Linked DNA regions of Mus musculus: region 1 is linked to region 2. A link is a contact called in public HiChIP or PLAC-seq data. All regions are on one chromosome and are shown on one strand. The core of a region is the stretch at or near the end of the contact, and the rest is flanking DNA. Distances in the headings are between cores, read along the strand shown. Region 1 overlaps Nf1 (neurofibromin 1). Region 2 has its middle 17 kb from the start of Lgals9.

What was found. HiChIP or PLAC-seq counts read pairs in DNA pulled down with a chosen protein or histone mark.
Region 1: an H3K27ac HiChIP or PLAC-seq map of embryonic stem cells shows a contact between it and region 2, with 5 read pairs. The contact joins two enhancer-like sites. A contact is called at or near these places in 1 of 15 datasets of contacts at CTCF or cohesin (the NIH/3T3 cell line), 1 of 484 Hi-C or Micro-C datasets (bone marrow-derived macrophages) and 3 of 115 datasets of contacts at active chromatin or transcription factors (T-cell acute lymphoblastic leukemia and embryonic stem cells).

The regions. Positions count from the first base shown.
Region 1 is chr11:79,425,947-79,432,656 of GRCm38.p6, reverse strand. It overlaps Nf1 (neurofibromin 1), which reads right to left. Exons shown (of 58, transcript NM_010897.2): 14 at 3,966-4,079. Among named protein-coding and RNA genes, the nearest start is that of AU040972, 55 kb to the left of the region's middle. Within about 2 kb of position 4,871, at least 43 of the 459 cell types and tissues checked have an H3K27ac peak or open chromatin away from gene starts, as enhancers often do. A contact at or near this core is called in embryonic stem cells, where this site is marked.
Region 2 is chr11:78,998,090-79,005,033 of GRCm38.p6, reverse strand. No RefSeq gene overlaps it. Among named protein-coding and RNA genes, the nearest start is that of Lgals9, 17 kb to the right of the region's middle. Within about 2 kb of position 2,418, at least 150 of the 459 cell types and tissues checked have an H3K27ac peak or open chromatin away from gene starts, as enhancers often do. A contact at or near this core is called in embryonic stem cells, where this site is marked.

The DNA of each region.
Region 1 (6,710 bases), core at 3,622-6,121, 430 kb before region 2:
ATGCTGGTTTTGTTTACTTTCAGACAGGTCTATGTGGCTTTGACTGTCTTGGAACTCTCTATGTAAACCAGCCTCTTTTGGGGTTTTTGGTTATTGCTGTTGTTGCTGTTACTGTTGTTGTCTTACATTAGTTGGAATCTACTCAAGAAAAATGAACACTCTGTTCACAACTTAGATTTATGTATTAGTGACCTAGAGGCCATCAATTTTTCTTCTCTTCTTCTTCATCATCTTCATCATTTTAGTGACAGGGTCTTACTCTGCAGCACCGGGTGACCTGGAACTCTCCATGTAGATAAGGCTGTCCAGGAACTCACAACTATCCTGTCTCTTGCCTCCCGAGAGCTGGGATTAAATGAGTGTGCCACCAATCCAGTTCATTTTATTTTCACTACTGCATAGAATTCAGTTAAATCAATATAACAGGAATTGTCTACTCGGCTGACACATCTGAATGGCTCATACTTTGGAGGAAGATACAACACAAGCTGCACTGCTGACCATTTTGTGTGCTTTGTAAGTAGACATGTGCACTTCTGCTGGCTCTATGACCCGGAGTAAACTGTCAGCATTTATGTTTAGCTCTGATATTATAAAATGGCATTTAATGGTAGTTGTACTAAATTATACTCAGTAGTATGTAAACGAAAACACAGTATCAACATTTTAAAATTTATAAACTTTTTTCTTACTGATTTCTATCTTAATTCTACTATGGCAATAAAATAATATTTCAATACTTTGATAGTTTTAAGCCTACCCCTATGTTAAATATCTTCCAGGTATGCTTGGGAAAAAAAAAGTACTGTCTGAATTCAGTGTCGTATTCTACTGAATGATAACAACCCCACCCTATCCTTACCCACCGGATGTTAGGAAAGTACTCAGGAACACCACTGCATCTGCACTGTAAACAGCTTCTTTCTTTACATATTTTGTTTTATATATCCTGAAGCTTTAGAAACTTCATGCACTTTTACTTCCTAGACTGAACCTTTGCAAAAAGATCTTCATCTCTCTCTCCCTCCCTCCCTCTCTCTCTCTCTCTCTCTCTCTCTCCCTTTCTCTCTCTCTCTCTCTCTCTCTCTCTCTCTCTCTCTCTCTCTCTCTCTCTCTCTCTCTCTCTCTCTCTCTCCAGTGAATCTGAGGCTAGAGAGATGGCTCAACAGCTAAGAGCATTTGCTGCTGCTCTTCCAGAAAACTTGCCTTTGGTTCCTAGCATCCATCTCAGTAGGTGAACAACCACCTGCATGTAACCTCAACTACAGGGAGCCAATATCCTCTTCTGGCCTCCCTGGGTACCCACACACACGTGCACATACATTCACAGATACACATCCTTACACATAAATAAGACACCTTTACTTTCTATGTACTACACTACACTTTTCTATGCTTGTACTATCTTTCTTCCAGTGTTCTTATAGCTATGCTATATCTCTTCTGAGACCACACAGTAAGATTTTTGCCTCAGTTAGAATTTACTCAAGAAAAATAAAAAAATCTGTTCACATTGTGTGTGTGTGTACCTACAGGCTATCAATTTTTTTCCTTCTTCATCATCATCATCATTTTTGATGACAGAGCCTTACTTTGTAGCAGGCTGGCCTGGAACTCGACATGTAGACCAGGCTAGCCTCAAATTTACAATTGCCTCTGCTTCCTGAATGCTGGGAATGAAGGTATACACCACCATACCCAGCAAAAGCTGTACTTCTAAATAGCCAAAAGCAAAACACAAATGATCATCAACAGATAAATGAGCAAACAAGTTGTGCTATATTCATACAATGGGACACTAAACAGAATAAAACAGGAGGAACCTTGAGATAAACCAACCACTAACACAATACAATTACAGCAATTATGCTGAACTAAAAATAAAAACCTTTATTTCATTTATTTAAAATGCAAACTAATTACATTAACAAAGCAAATCAATTATTACAAAGGAGCCAAGGGAAAGACACGGGGTAAGAAGGGATGGGGACGGCAAAGGAATACAAGGCTGACATTCAATAGAAGTGCATGTTGTCTACCAATTGAGCCCATTAGTGAACAAGCCAGTGCAATATTCATCAACAACCAGGAAAAGGGAACTAACATGTGTGACAATACAAGAGTGTCAAAATTCTTTTCCTAACTTAAGGGAGGTAACAAAATAAGGGTAGTATTAACTGCAGAAAGGAAACTTTCTGGGCTGAATATATTCTTAAGTCTTAAACTAGTCGTATATGTTAATTATAAAAAAATAAATTTCATTTAGATTAAAGGTGTATGTTTAGGTTGTCAGTACAAAAATAACACTTCAAAGTAAACTCTGAGGAGGTCCAGTGACCAGCCCAAATCGGGATCCATCTCAAAGGCAGGCTCAAAGGCCTGACACTATTACTGATGCTATGATGTACAGACAGAAGCCTAGCATGGCTGCCTTCCGAGAGGCCCAAAAAGCAGCAAGACACAGATATTTATACCCAATCAGTGGACTGAAGTTGGGGACCCCTGGGGTTGAATTAGGGAAAAGCTAGAAGAAGCTGAGGAGGAGGGTGACCCCATAGGAAGACCAGCAGTTTCATCTAATCCAGACCCTGAGATCTCTTAGACACTGAGCCGCCAACCAGGCAGCATACACTAGCTGATATGAGGCCCTGGACACATATACAGCAGAGGACTGCCTGGTCTTGCCTCAGTGAGAGAAGACACACTAACCCTCTAGAGACTTGGGGTGGGTTGGAGGTGGAGACATCCTTTTGAAAACTGGGGGAGGGGCGTATGGGAGGAGGAACTGTTGGTGGGCGGACCAGGAGGGGGATAACAACTGGACTAAAAAAAAGAAAAAGATTAAAGATAATTTTAAAAACAAGTAAACTCTAAGCTGATGAGCTGGCTCAGTAAGTAAAGGCACTGCTGTCAGTAGAAGCCTGACAACGGGAGGTCAATCCCTAGGACCCAGTGGTGGGAAGAAAGAACCAACTCCTACAAGTTACCCTCTGACCTCTTCCTATATGCTGTGCTATGCACACATCCTCCCATACAATAAATACGTCAATGTAATTTTTCTGTTGTTTTGAGATAGGGTCTTTCTATGTAGGCTTGGTTGAGATTAGCCTGCCTCTGAGATCCACCTGCCTCTGTATCCTGAGTACTAGGATTAAAGGCATGCACCACAACCATCCAGCTACAAATATAATTTTTTAAAAAGTCACCTTTGTTAACACAGTAGGTTTACTATAATTTAAAAACAAACAATAATGAGTGTCATCAACAATGGAGAAATACCAAAACACCAATACACTGCTAATGGAAATATTAAATGATACAGTAACTTTAATAGTATTATTTGTAGAAATCCTCAAACAGAAACCACACTGAACGTCTACCATCCACTACCTGGCTCAGCAGTAAGGAACAGTTACAGAAGCCTGAGCACCTGAGTTCAATCCTCGGAACCCATATAAAGGTGGACGGAGAAGAGAAACGCCACAGGCTCTCCCCTCATCTCCAGACGTGCCACTGCGAGTGCAGGCACACCCTACCCCCATTATGCAGACATAAAAAGAAAGTAAGGAATAAAGAAACTACAAACTTCCAAAAATTTTTTACACAATGTAATTCAAATACAACATGACTTGTGACATACAACTAAAATTCTAGCTAGTATTACAGTTGAAGGAGGAGGATTGTTTTAGGATTTAGAGACCAGGCAGGACAATAGCGTAAAAATCTTGTCTCAAAAAACAAATGAATAACCTACAGCTGGTTAGGTATTTGCTATCCAAGACCAGAAACCTGAGTTTCCTCTGATTTTCATATGCACACACAAACAATTTAAAATTTTTAAAATATATTTTTAAGAGAAAGCACATAGAAAGAGTCAAATAATTGCTTAAAAAATTAAGTTCTCAGAAAAAGATCAGAGACAGTTACAGTCTTTCTTTCAAAAGCCCAGAATTCACTTCCTTTACCTCCATAGCCTCCTGAGCGACCTCTGGCATGTGTGACTGAGGAACCAGTTGTACGAGCCCTGTAATTAGTTCTGCTGTACTGCTCTGAGTTTCAGGGCCCTGTTTTCTTGGATTCTGTAGGAGAAAAACAAACTTCAGTTTTGCTTTTAATAACTGTATTTATTATTTATATATTATTTATTATTTATATGCATGTGTGTAGACAGGACATGGGTGCAGGTGGCCATGGAGGCAGAAGAGTGTTGGCTTCCTTGGAGCTGGAGCTACAGTCAGTAGTGATCTGCCTGCCTGTGTCTGGGAACCAAAGGCAGGCACTTTGGAAAAAGCAGAAAGTACTTAAGCACTGAGCCATCTCTCCGGCCCCGTCAATCTTCACATTCTGGGTTGGGGGGGTGGGGGTGGTTTTGTTTTTTAAGACAGAGTTTCTCTACATAGCCCTCACTGTCCCAGATCTCACTCTAGACCAGGCTGGTCATGAACTCAAAGATCCACTTACCTGTTATCCAAGAGCAACGTTAGCTAAAAGATATTTAAGTTGGACCAGGCATGACAAAAGTCTTTAAAGAGACCATTCTAACACAGTGCAGAGAAATGATTGGGGAATGTAAGAAATGGTAGTAGCTGGGAACACATAGAGTGACAGGAACCAGGACAAAGATGGTACAAACACAAGACACAATCAAATTACTTCAACAAGATCCCATGATGGAGACCATCTTTACATTTCTCCTAGTAACTAAGGTTTAGAATTTATGTGTACAATATTGTTTTACTTTCCTGGGTTACTGAGGAAAGTCACTTAACCACTAGATGGCAGCAAAGAAAGCACTGTCCATGAAGCTAGGCAGCTGTCCTGGGTAGTGACAATTAGCCTATCAAAGGAAACCCCACCCACCCTCTCAACTCCCCCAAACACAAAACAAAGCCCACAAAACGCAGGAGTAGGCCGGGGGTGGAGCTTTTGCCTGCTTTACAAAACTACCTGATTCTGGTTCAATCATCCTCATCAAGGGAAGTAAAAAGGATTCCATAACTCTTGGAAGACAGCAAATTTTACTTAAAAACTATTTTCCCTCAAACAATTCAACCCTTGTTCTTCAAACAATAACCTATTTAACATGAAAATCACTGGTGACCCTGGTTCACTGGTGAACATAAAACTGCAGCCAAGTAAACAGAGTAACCCTAGCATCCTGTAGCAAGCACAGTGAGATGTCACCACAGTTCATGCCACACACCCGAGAAACCAAAAGAACAAAGTTAATTTTCAGAGTCCACTAACAAAATTTTTAAAACTTTTCCAAACTAAAGATTTAACTGTTTATTCTATTAAACTCTCAAATTTGGGTGGACTTTTCAAAAAACACAAAAAGATAATAGGTCTTCTTTTGGGGTAACCCATACTTTAGGAACTTCATCCACTCTGGCTCTATTATCTCTCATTATCAGAAAAACTATTCATATGTAAATATTTTTTAAAATTCTAGAGTGGAGGCATGACAGTACATTTCTGTAATTCCAGCACTCAGCAACATCTAGTTCAAGGCCAGCCTGGGATACCCAACAAATCTGAGGTCAGTATGTCATACATAATAAATTCAATGCCAACCTAGTATACACAGCAAGATTTTGTCTCAAAAATCAAACAAAAACACGTGTGTGCACACACACTCAAAACGTGGGGTTCATAGAATTCTTGAAACCACAGCCACTTAGTCATGAATGCCTTCATTTTAGTAATTTGAAGAGCATAGCTGCAAAACCATAAAGCACCAAAGGATGAGCCTGACACTGAGTAAAGCAGAAGGCTTTACCTGATGGTCTAGAGACTTGATAGGCCTAGTGTAGCCTCCCCCAAGCCTGAAGCAAGCTGAGCCAGACCTTGACTTTGCTATGCCACTAAGGAGATCACCTAGGGTGGAGCCTGCCTCCCTGGATCACTCTGCTGTTCAGCCACTGCCTCTGCTGCTACCTGCTGGGAGTCCGCCTACACGTGGTCACCTGCAGCTCGGCTCCAAGGATGATTTGGCAGGAATGGGCTTCCCCCCTCCTTTATAAAGCGTGTCTGCCATTAAAAATTTGAGCCTTGATCAGAATACTGTCTTGGTTCCATATCTCTCTCTTGTCCACCTAGTTTCCCTCTTCTTTTTCAGTTCCAGGCTGCCTCCCAGGCTCGAACCCAGACATGAGAGCAGCAGGCCGACCCCAACAGTCTAGGACTATAGAGACTTGATAAAAGTTAAACAGACCATCCTGTGAACAATTCAAACTGTTTTACTTGGACAGTAAGAATGCTAACGCTAACTGTATCTTACTAAAAATAGCAGTAACTAATTTTATTGCTTACTATACACTACGAATTGTTCCTAAAAGCCTTACACAATCTATTTCACTCTTAATGGTCTCTCTGAGGTAGGAACTATATTACTGCCTACCTTTTCAGATGAGAAGCCTAAGGTGCCGAGACTAAGTAAAGCAGTCCTTCCCCAGAGCCTGTGCTTTTAATCCTTTACTCTCACCTGGTTACACTATTTACATCAGTTCTTTATTACTCTGTGCACCAAAGTGAAGCTCTCAGGAATATAATACCATTTGCGGGAATAAAAAGCAGAGCTATGGCAATAACTGGATACTAACCACTCTCATTTTAACTTTCTCTTCTAATATGGTTACAGGCAGAGCCAATGATAATAGAAGGCTGATCAAAGGAACACACAGGGAGCTAGCTATAGAAGTTAACTCGCT
Region 2 (6,944 bases), core at 1,169-3,668:
GGGAATGGAGTTTGGAGGATCATTGGGAATTTGAGGCCAGCCTGAGCTATACTACCTGTTCTGGACTAGTCAGGACTATATAGTGAGAACCTGAATCAAAACAAAACAAATCCACAAAACATGTCTAGTGTGTATTGGTGGCATCTGGATGCTGATCCTCTGTCCTCCAACCTGCATGCCCCTGTGTTTCTATTGGGACCTCAGGGCCACACACACTCATATAGAATTGGCCAGTAAAAATAGAATGTGCTGGTCTGGAGAGATGGCTCAGTGGTTAAGAGCACTGACTGCTCTTCCGAAGGTCCTGAGTTCAAATCCCAGCAACCACATGGTGGCTCACAACCATCTGTGATGAGATCTGATGCCCTCTTCTGAGGTGTATGAAGACAGCTATAGTGTACTTACATATAATAAATAAATAAATCTTTATAGAATTATTTTTAAAAAAAGAATAGAATGTGTTTAGAGACAGGACTTCAGGGTCCTCGTGGCCACAGTGCAGACTGGATATCTGCCAGGATCAGGTTTCATATCACACATGTCGTCTCGGTGCAGTTAATATTGTACCATGACCTTCTCTCCCTGCAGCTGCACTTGCCATGCCTCTCACACCTGTGAACCAGCCTTTCCTCACACAGATACCACCTCTGTGCCGGGCAAGGACTTCCCAGGACACAGCTCCATGGGTGCTCTTCACCTTCCAGCCTCCTCCAGCTAGTCACACCCTCCTCTTTGTCACCCAAGGATCCCTCTAAAATAAGCATACCTCTGTCCTACTTGAGACTCCTTAGCCTGGACCCTGAGTCTGCTGGATGGGCCTGGGTCTTCTCCAGTGTAACTGGCCCTGTACTTTGTTCTCCACCTGTGCTCTGCAGTCCCTGGGAGCTGCCTTGCTACCTGGAGATAGGAGTGTGCACATACATGTCTGTACAGAGCCCATCAGTCACCATCATCTTAGCGAGCTGTCCTGTCCACGCAGGCACTTATCTATGCTTAACCAGACCCACCCTTCTCAGAAGACCACCTTACTACCATAGCCAGGCCAGGAAAAAACAAATGACAGAAAACCCAGCATGCCCACTCCGCCGCCTGAGCGCCTGACAACCAGCTGCTCCTTAACCCCCAGTCCCCTTCGGAAGTAGACCTGCCACCAGTTTTGACTTACAGTGAGAAAACAGAGGTATTGAGACTAGAATGCTTGCCTGGTTTCACCTAACTGCCAAGGCTCCATGCACAGACTCTCCTCAGACCTGGAGCAAACTCACTTCCTTCGCAGCAGGTAGTAATTTCCATCACCATAACGCCCAACCCAAATGATTCTATTTTATTACCCCTTGAAAGGAAAGATCCCCTTAATCCCAGGGTGGGAGAACTGTGCACGGCGCTCCCTCCAGCAGAGACTCTTCATGGGTAGAGTAGACTCCTGGAGGGCTTGTGAGGCTCCGGAGCTGGCCTTCTCCCTGACCTTAACCTTGACCTGGCACCCAGTACCTATGGTCGTCTGTGCTGGATACATGAGTCATTCTTTAAGATGCATTGTTGACCCAATCAGGTGAGCATAAGACCACTGTCACAACATTTGAGCCCAATTTGAAGCAAACTTTATTAAATACTGGCCAGGAGGATGGACACTAGCCAGGTCCATACCCAGGATTCTCAGAGAGTGGCCACAAATGACGTTAGTCGGGTGCTTATAAAGACAAACCCCACAGGACTACATACTTCCTGCCTTTGTCCAACTGGAGGCAAACATACATCCTGATGTGCGTCCCGCCTCAGCAGCTACAGCTTACATCTGATCAAACACATCCTGTGCAGCTGGGCCAACCGACTTGCTTTCAGAAGTAAAGATATATGATATGGCTTCTTATCTTCCAATGAGCCACAGTGTCCAGTATTCTAGGAAGTTATCTGTCTCTGGGCAAGCAGGGCTCATGAGTTAGAGAGGTTTTTGTTTTATAGATCTTTAAGCTTGGTAATTAAGACTTAAAGCAAAACCCTAGCCCTCACAGCATCCTAAATGTGTAGCTTGGAGGGGACAACAGTGAGAAAATGTCAATTTCCAGCCATGTCCTACAACCACACAGCCCGGTTGCAATTGCTGAGGCGGCTGGAGCTACATTGTGCTAACTGTCCCTTCCTAGCTACAGCTGATGTGTTTGCTTAAGGCTTGTTACAGCCTCAAGGTGGGGAGAGTTGACGCAGCTGCTTCATCTGTTCCCTCCCCCACACTCCATTCCCAGAAATCAGCTGATATCCTTAAGAAGTTCTCCATAGCATCCGGTTCTCCCTGTAGACTTGTCCCAGAAGGAGGGAGGATTGGAGAGGGAACCAAAGGGCAGACCCTGATGAGCCTATGTCCTTGTTCTGCCTTGTAAGGGAATCTTAGCTCCCTTCGCCACACCCCTCCAGGTGTCTGCTTCCCACAGGATCAGTTTCAATTTCCCCAGGCAAGAAGCATGACTCAGCAGCTGTTCAGGCAGGAAGGCTGGGCCTACCGAACTTCAGGTTCATGCTGTACTGGACCTGGAGTCTCCTGACCTGCCCAAAATTACTAACATCATTTGTGGCCATTCTCTGGAAATCCTGGGTATGGGCCTAGCTAGTGTCCATCCTCCTGGCTAGTATTTAATAAAGCTTGCTTCAAATTGGGCTCAAACATTGTGACAGTGGTTTGATTTCCCTGTGAACATTCGAATGAAACATTGCCCAGTGAGTACAAGACACAGACGTAAACACCAAAAGAGGCACAGCTGGGAACCTGCGGCAGGAGGATTGCTATGAGTGTGAGGCTATCCAGGGCTTCAGAATGATACACTGTCCCCACAAACCAAAAGCTGGAAGAAGAGCTTCTGGGGGCAGTGAGAAAGAGGACAGCCTGTCCTAGTGACGCAGTGAGCCCCACATGTTACCCCTGACTGTCAGCCTGCAGGCATCTGGCCCCCAGTCCCTCACTAGGTGCTTTCTGGGTTATGGCTAATCCTCTCTGAGATTATGGGATAACAGTAGAGACGATGACAGCTCTAGGTCATTGCTGTCTCTGCTCATATACAGAAAGGCATGAATTTTGGTTTTTGTGGTGATGGAGGGTGGGGCAAGATCTGTGCGTGTATGTGTGTGTATACATACATATACATGTATGTGCAATATATTACACAATTTGTAATACATTGCATACATGTATGTGTATATTAGGGCTGGAGAGATGGCTCAGCAGTTAATAGCTTGCTGCTCTTGCAAAGAGCCTGGATTTGATTCCCAGCATCCACATGGTTGCTCACAAGGGTCCCTAACTCCAGCTCCAGGATATCTCACACCCTCTTCTGATATCCATGGGCGCTGCACAAACAGGCATGCATGCAGATAAAACACTTGTACACATGAGTAAAAATAAATCTTGGGGCTGGAGAGATGGCTCAGTGGTTAAGAGCACTGACTGCTCTTCCGGAGAACCTGAGTTCAATTCCCAGCAACCACATGGTGGCTCGCATCCATCTGTAATGGGATCTGATGCCCAATTCTGCTGTGTCTGAAGAGAGCAATAGTGTACTCATATACATAAAAAAAATAAATAAATCTTTAAAAAAAATTTTTTTTTTTTATAAAAGGTGGTAATGGTCTTGTTCTTGCCTAGTGTGATTAACACCTTTCTCACTGATGGGAGTCCTCCCCTCAGAAGGGTCCCCTGTGCCACTTCCCAGTCAGCTTGCACTCCTCCCAGGTGTAACTAATGCTCAATATTTTTTCACGGCAGGACTCAGAAGAGCCATAGCCTAGAGGCAGCAAAGTGGCTCAGGGGGTAAATGTTGTAGAAAGTATTTAAATCCTGGCTGGCCTAAGGTTTCTACCCCACCTTAGGCCATTTAAATTCCTGGGTGAAAGACAAAGCAAGGCCTAAGACTTATATTGACAATAAGCCTTAAAACAGCACAACACCTGGGCAGCTCTACTCTCCACGCTATCAGAATCTATTTTCCTATTGATGACCCTGAGGGTTACTTATTATGTTTCATCTGGACTGTTCTTAAATCCAATTGAGCGACCCTAAGGGCCACGTTCTCTTGACCCCTAACTCATGGCAGCTTCTCCTGCCTTCTTCCTCTTCCTCCTCATCTCTCCTCCAATCCCAAGCTCTGGAAACCTAAACCCCATCTATGTCTCTCCTGGCATCTTTAGTTACCAATCAGAAATAGCTTAGGGGGCTGGAGAGATGGCTCAGTGGTTAAGAGCACCGACTGCTCTTCCGAAGGTCCTGAGTTCAAATCCCATCAACCACATGGTGGCTCACAACCATCCGGAATGAGATCTGACATCCTCTTCTGGTGCATCTGAAGACAGTTACAGTGTACTTAGATATAATAATAAATAAATCTTAGAAAGAAAGAAAGAAAGAAAGGAAGAAAGAAAGAAAGAAAGAAAGAACTTAGGGTCAGGGTCACTCAGCATCTTACCTGGGGACTCTCTAATCTCTGGGGCAATCTGCCTGGGTGTTTGGGTTTTTTTGTTGTTGTTTAGTTTTGTTTTTGGTTTTTCAAGACAGGGTTTCTTTGTGTAGACCTGGCTGTCCTGGAACTTACTTTGTAGACCAGGCTGGCCTCGAACTCAGAAATCCGCCTGCCTCTGCCTCCCAAGTGCTGGGATTAAAGGCGTGTGCCACCATGCCCGGCTTTTTTTTTTTTTTTAAGATTTATTTATTATTATATGTATGTACACTGTAGCTGTCTTCAGAAACACCAGAAGAAGGCATCAGATCTCATTACAGATGGTTGTGAACCACCATGTGGTTGCTGGGATTTGAACTCAGGACCTTAGGAAGAGTTGAGCCATCTCTTCAGCCCCAAACAGCAGACAAGCCTCTTTCTTTCTGTCTTTCTTTCCTTGGGGAGGTGTGGGGGGGTTCGAGACAAGGTTTCTCTGTATAGCCCTGGCTGTCCTGGAACTCACTCTGTAGACCAGGCTGGCCTTGAACTCAGAAATCCGCCTGCCTCTGCCTACTGAGTGCTGGGATTAAAAGCATGCGCCACCACGCCCGCCCAGCTCTGGCTGGGTGTTTAATGTATTAGCATTTAAACAGGGCAACCTACTACAGGTGAAGATGCTTAGACTGATAACCTGAGACCTGGGATCCTCAAGATGGAAGGAACTGACTCCCAAGGACTGTTCTGTACCTACACATGCATGCTGTGGCTTGCATATCCCCCTCCCCCACCACACACAAAATAAACAAATGTAACAACTTTTTCAAGAATTCAGAAAGAGTCTCTGAATACTTTGCATTGATATAAAAGACATTAGCTGACAAACTCTTAAAGTAAAAATCTTTTTTATTAAATAATAAACCATGTATCTTTCTGGTTTCTCAAGTTGATGCTGAGATAGCTACAATCCAATTGAAGCATAAACAGAGAACAAATTCTATTAGAAAATCTGGTTTGAGAGAAGTTTGACAGAGTAAACATGTACTTTCCTTAAAGATGAAGGCTCTTAAATACTGTATTGAGAAAGTTCAATTTTAGTCCCTTTAGTTGCCAAAAAAAGAAAAAGAAAAATTGGGAGCTGGCAAGCTCAGCATAAAAGTGTTTTCAGTACAAGCTTGACGACCTGACTTCCAACCTGGGAACCTGCAATAGAAGGAAAATACTTACAAAGATCTGGTCAAGCGGAAGGTTTTTATTGTTGGTCTGAAAGACAGAACAGCTGGAGGCATCTGGAGAGTCCAGAGCAGAGAGAGAAAGAAAGAAGTAGTCTGAGCATGGCCAGCAGACTAGACATGGGCAGGGCTGTCTGTGAGAAAGGAGAGAACAGTAGGAGATAGAGATCAGTGAAAAGCCGGAGCACACACGAACGCACATGCACATGGTGGGGGGGCGGGGGGGGGGACAGACACAGAGAAAATAAGGTTTATAAGAATAAGTAGAAACCGGCAGGAGCTTAGGGTAGGGAGGAGGCAGGAAGGGCTAGGATGCCAGCACAGACTTTGAAATGTGTACCAAGTTATATTGAGGGAGCCTAAGGCTAGCCTGGACTTTGACATGCTGAGAGACACCACAGGCATTTTGTTAATGGGGAAGCCATGTGTCCCTTTTGCCAGAATTAGGGGAAATGGCTCCTTTTGGCAAGTGGGAGCCACTTTCATGAGTTTCTGAGGAATGCTGGCTTTTATCAAACCAACAGAATTCCTCATCAACCAGACTGAGCTCATCTCTGGATACTTGTATGGCCTTTTGGAGTTTGGGGAATTGAAGTTTCCTTTTGGACCTGGCAGTACTGACCTCTGACTTTCTCATGCACACTGGAGCACCAGAATACCCCCAATAATGCTAATAACATTTAAATGGGCATATTCAGTGCAATTCATTATGTATAATTAAGATCAAGGTTTCCAAATAACATATCTGTTGTAATATAAACTGGAGAAATGAGAGTATCAACATAATCTTTTGATTACCATGAACTTTTAATTTTATATACATAACTTTTTTACTAGATTTATCTTTTATTGTATGTGTATGGGTGTTTGCCTGAACAAATGTATGTGTGAAAGACTCTGAGAGGAGTCCCTCGCTCGGGCCTCGGGACAATAGCGGACACCAAAGAACTCACGAGAGACCAAGCTTGATGCAAACCACATGAGGCTTTATTCAGGCAAAGCCAGAGCTCTGGGGATGACTCATATCCCACACAGGGGTAGAGGAGTCGACCTTGAGGGGAAAGAGGCCCCAGTTTTTATAGGCCCTCAGTGGGGAAAGGAGAAGGGGGATAGTAGGGGATTTCCCGATCTAAACAATGTCTATTCTCAAGAAATGGGTATGGGAGGGGTACAAGGAAAGAGTCTGGTGCAGGTGTAGCGACTCTAGATTGGCCCAGCTGTGGTTGCTGGGGAGATTTTCCGATTCTATCTTAGCAACCAATATCACAAACACCTGGCAGTGAGGTGCAGCAGT